Regions from separate parts of the Anas platyrhynchos genome. Here region 2 is linked to region 1. A link is a contact called in public Hi-C data. All regions are on one chromosome and are shown on one strand. Each heading gives the region's core, a stretch centred on a gene start, on an enhancer-like site or on the middle of the called end of the contact. The rest is flanking DNA. Distances are from core to core; before and after follow the strand shown. Region 1 holds the start of MTM1 (myotubularin 1). Region 2 overlaps MAMLD1 (mastermind like domain containing 1).

Region 1 (2,522 bases), core at 7-2,506:
TATTTCATCTCCTTTTGCTCACCGCTTACTTCTGCTGTGTATTAATTTTAAACTCACAGTTCCATGCTCATTGTAGAAAACTATTATTTACTCAAGAAACAATTTCTTCATGAGAAGAGGATCCATCCCTTGTATGTTTTGCTTTGATTCTCTACAGTTCTTGGAATTCAAAACAGAAATTGTTGACAGCAAAGGAGACGCCTTAAAATAATGAATAAAGCTAATTTTCAAGTAATTGTCTTGTGGCTCTTTCTGAAAGGACACCTTGTCTGGTACCAACACATGGCTCACCTCAACGCGCTTATAGCTCAGAGTCGGACCTCCAGATGGTGTAGCTGTTTGTTCGTGGACAACAAAGGACTGGTAAAATGAAACCGAAGAAGGTTTTTGAGGAAGATACGGAAAAGCAGAGACTGTGGTTGTTGGCATGGTATGGGCAGGTGCTGGTCTGCCTTCCAGCAGAGGACGGGGTGAGCGCTGCCACCGTGCTGGTGTGAGGTGGGTGCTGCTGGAGCCGCCAGGCTTGGCTAACCTGAATAACAAGCTTGTAATTGTATGAAATCATGAAGGGGCCCAAGGTGCTTCTTTTGTTTTATATTGTTTTCTTTATTTTTCTTCCTTTGCTCTGCTCTTCTGTCATGCCCAGCCCTGAGAAGGGAGAGCACTGGCTCTCCGCTGACAGGAACAAGTTAGCTCCCAGAGAAGCTGGACGTGGCTGCTTTGTAACTCACAAATATACTCTACAACATCACAAATGTTTTGTAACATCCCAAAGGCCCTTTTCCTGAGGGCAAGCAGCAGCAGACAGCAAAGCGTCCCCAAATTACCACCTTGCCCTCTGGCTGTACGCAGCCATTGGTTTGTACGGTGACAATGGGCCATTTTGAAAGGCAGTCCAAGAATTTATTTATTTTGATCTTGCATATAGAACGTTGTTGATGTTGTTTACATCAGAAAATTTATGTAAATTTTTATTTGTTGCCAGGGTGTGTCGAGAAGGCTTGGGCGAGTGGGATATATATGGTTATTAACGTCTGTTGGTTGATCAACTTGATCCACGTTCTCGAAGACGCAGGGAACGTGTTTTCCTTTCCTTTTGCTCCTTTTTCCCCCGCTGTTTTATTTAGGAATTCCCTGCTTGGAGAAAAAGCGGCGCCGCTCCCTCTCCCCTCAGCGCCTTTTCCCGCCTCTTCCCCTCAGCGCCCCCTTCCCGCCTAATCCCTCAGCGCCTCACGCGCCTACAGCTCCCGGCATGCCCCGCGGCCCCGCCAGGACTACAGCCCCCAGCAGCCCACGCGCGGGGGCCCGGCCCACTTCCGGCGGGGCGGGCCGCGCTCGGGCCCGGGACGGCGACGGCGGCGGCGGGGCCGCGGTGAGTGCGGGGCGGGCGCTGCCTCCCCTCAGCCCCCTCAGCCCCGGGCCCTTCCCCGCCCTCAGCTCGGCCCCGGGCTCTCCCCGCCGCGTTTTGGGGCTCGGGGCTCGCCCCGGGGCCGGGTTTGGGGCCTGGGGGGGGGGGCCCCGGGGTGCTCCTGAGGCAGCCGGGCCCTGGGCTGGGGGCCGCGGGCGGCTGCTGTGGGGGTGGAGCAGCGCCGCGCCCCCCTGAATCCCGGCCCTTCGCCTGTTTTGCAGATGCAGGCGGAGCTGAGGGGGTAGGAGAGGTGCTGGCTTCTCCTGCAGAAAGCCCCGGGTCTCGTGAGGCTGTGGAAGGCACCGTGGGGGAGCTCAGCGTCACGGGTGTGGATGGTAAGGGGAGCACGGAACCAGCGTTGGCTCGTTATGAAAGGCACTGAGTGAACCTGGACGTACTTAGAAGTACATAGGGTTCAACGCACAGTCGTGGTTTTGGGGCTGTGTTGTTGTTTGACGGGTGGGTAGCTCACGGTGTTGTACCTTATCGCTGTACAAACCCAGAACGGCTTTCCTGCTGGAGTTTTTAATGTTGATTTGTGGTTTACGTGGTTAAAAAGAAGCTAAGCTGTACAGTTAATGACAAAACTGGCAAGCTCACCGAGCCTTAATACACAGAACTTTGGGGGCTGTGTGTAGCTGCCTTGTGTGGCACGAGTCACAAGAGATGAGAGAGATGCTTTCGATGAGGGGCAGGGTCTTCCCTTTCTGCACTGTCTGAGAAGCTTCTTTTGGAAGAGACAGGCTGTGGCATCGCTGAGGCTGAGCAAGTTCTAGAGCTGAGGTATTCCTGCCATGTGGAGGTACAAAGTTAACCAGTAAGAGCCAATTTAGAATGCAAGACTAGTTTTGTGAGAGCTCACTGTAAATCTTTAACGGTGTGTGCGCCCTTCTAAAGGAGGCAACATTAATTTTTATAAGAACTTGGACTGCATAACAGTAAGTTTTGTTTCACGGTCTGTTCCTTCTGACTTCCCCGTGTTATACATTACCTTTCATGTGACATTCATTCCCGAGTGTATTTGGGAAAAGAAACAAATGGCAGTGTTGTTTGGGAACAGGTGACAGAGGAAATGCTTAAGAGCAGGCAGGCAGTGAGATGCTCAAATATGTAT
Region 2 (2,522 bases), core at 13-2,512, 220 kb before region 1:
TTGTAAACATCAGTATTTTTGCATCGTGGAGATATGTAAGTGCTATAGACATGAAAAATGCATCTTTTGAACCATTTTATGCGTGCTGAAGACAGAAACTAAGACAAAAAACCCTGGGTATTTATGTGGTACAGCTGATTACTCACGATGGGTTGGGAACATGTAAGCTGCAGCATCTGTCGCATTGTTGTGGTTCTCGAGTACACAGACAGCCATTACTCTGCATCTTTAGCTCACTGGTGTTTATTGCTTATTAATGGAAAAAGTTAGCATGTTGCCTGACTAAAGGACTTTCTGCACATGTTTGTGTGGAACTCTTTCTCCAGGTGCAAACAAGGAACACCCCTAGAAAAGAAGCACTGCCAACCCAAACTGGTACACAAAGCCGTGGTGCTCCAGGTGACAGGATCCTTGCTGGCAGGGTTCAATCTGAACAGAAGAATCCTTTGAAAGATATTCCTCTTCTATGGAGTACTACAAATGCCCTGCACATAAAGCCCCATGAGCCCTGTTTTTATTTTGGACAGCAGAAAAAAAAAAAAAAGAGTGTTTTTTTGTTTTGGTTTGGTTTAGTTTTTTGTTTTTATTTTTCCAGAAAGTGTAGATCGCTCATATAGGAGGCAGATGGTCACAGTGGCCATACTCCTTGCTTTGTAACCAGCACATGGTTTTGGCATGCTAATGATTTCTTGTTCCCCAAAATAGCTTTACAGACAGGGTCAATTATATTTTTGGATTGTACAGCGTGTAGAGCAATTAGTTAGTTGCACAAGGCTGTTGGTTTATAATGCAGTACACCCCTTCCCCGTAATTGGCACCTTTTTGATATCCCATTTAAACCAGCGAGGTCTATCTTTACAAACAGTGCCTTGTATTAGCATGCAAATGCACTGGCTCCCCCCAAATAGTTTTACACACAGAGTCAATTATATTTTTGCATTGCAGGATGTGTAGACTAATTAGCTATAGCTAAATAGGACACTTGGTCTTCAGATTTCAAGATCTTACTGCACTAAGTGATTTTGAGACACTTTCAAGGGCAGACTGGTAAGTAAAATTATAGGAGATTGTGCTGGCTCATCTCTCAGTCTTTCATATGAATGCAAAATGAGAGATTTTTATAGTTACGTGGTTTCATTACCCTTCACCCTCTCTGTCGCTGAAGTGGGTAGGGTCGGATGCCACACACAGCACTCTGAAGGCGTGGGTGGATGCTGCACGTGTGGTTTCTGTCGGGTGGGAACATCCTAGAACCAAAGTGGTTAGCAGTGGTCAGGTCGTGAAGTGTCTGCGTTCAGTAATATAATCAAGAAAGCTAACTGAGTCACTGGCAGTTTTGGTACCAGGGACTGCTTCTGTTGATACAGATAGAAGCTTTCATTTTGGGTTATAAAAATATCTGAACTATTTTCTCAGGAGAGCAGAGAAATGAGGAAAAAGTTTTCGTATACAGTAGCAAAGATAAGATTTGTCCTTCAAGTATTCCAAACTGAGCTCTAGCTCTGCTAAAAACTGGTGCAAATAAATTTAGGCTGTAGTTTTATATAATTGTTTTTCTTGCATGTAACAAAATACAAATGAAGAAGCAGAAAACAGTAAATTTCTGTGCTCTGTAGAGTTTGACAGCATGGTCATCTGCAGAACATTGGCCAGAGGTACAAAATAGTTACCAAAATCACTTCTCATTCTGAGTGTGCTGAAAAATTATGTTGTACTGGGTGTTGCAAGTGGTTCCTGAAAGACTGGGGGCTGGAAGGTTGTGGTTTGGGTTTTAGTTAATGGTTTTAAAGTGAGGAATGTTCCCTCTATCCATCTGCTCATATTTTTTTATTTGTTTTGCTTAATACCTTCTCATATGTTACTAGGGGTGGTGGTGGTGTCACACAAGAGATAAAGAAATAACAATGCCAGCAGGGAATGAATGGAAATTATAGATTAGAAGCTACCCTAACTGATAGGTTCCTGCTCTAGCCTGTATTATAGGTTTGGAAACTAAGTGATTGTATGTTCTTTTCACACCAAGGAAGAAAATCACACTTGTTCTTGATATCTAATAATGATACCACACAGTATGCACAGTCTGAAATCAAGCAGAGCAAAAAGATAGGTTTTCTGTAGCCCAAGGGGACTGATGTGATTTGTGAAGCATCTTTAAGAATGGATTCAAATGCTGGGATTATTACAGAATACAGCGGGATCTACGGAGTAGACGTCTCCATAGCCTCAGCTGGTGCCACCACAGAGACACAGCTTGCACCATTCCTGCTGAAAGTGTGGCTGCTTGCAAGCTGCAGCTCTGGGTGTATAAGGATTTTCATGTTATTAATAAAAAGAAAAGAGTGACATAACAACCTGTGAAGAGGAGGCACATTTTAATAGGAAGGCTCTTAAGAGTAACCTTGGTGGTTTAGATATTTTATTTGTTGATAATGCACGTGCACTATGTGCTGTACATTCATACTATATGTATGTTATATATACATATATATTATGAGTTACTTCTCCAGGGTGAGAGGGGAAAA

Evidence for each region. A called contact is a pair of places that touch in the nucleus more often than the background predicts.
Region 2: a Hi-C map of skeletal muscle shows a contact between it and region 1, with 1.9 times the contacts expected there. The contact joins the enhancer-like site here to the promoter of MTM1 in region 1. A contact is called at or near these places in 4 of 8 Hi-C or Micro-C datasets (liver, skeletal muscle and subcutaneous adipose tissue).

What each region holds. Positions count from the first base shown.
Region 1 is chr10:10,524,686-10,527,207 of IASCAAS_PekinDuck_T2T, reverse strand. It overlaps MTM1 (myotubularin 1), which reads left to right and starts at 1,256. Exons shown (of 16, transcript XM_038184175.2): 1 at 1,256-1,372; 2 at 1,630-1,743. The coding sequence starts at 1,741.
Region 2 is chr10:10,745,306-10,747,827 of IASCAAS_PekinDuck_T2T, reverse strand. All of the region lies in intron 2 of MAMLD1 (mastermind like domain containing 1), which reads left to right. Among named protein-coding and RNA genes, the nearest start is that of MAMLD1, 47 kb to the left of the region's middle. Within about 2 kb of position 1,262, at least 1 of the 8 cell types and tissues checked has an H3K27ac peak or open chromatin away from gene starts, as enhancers often do.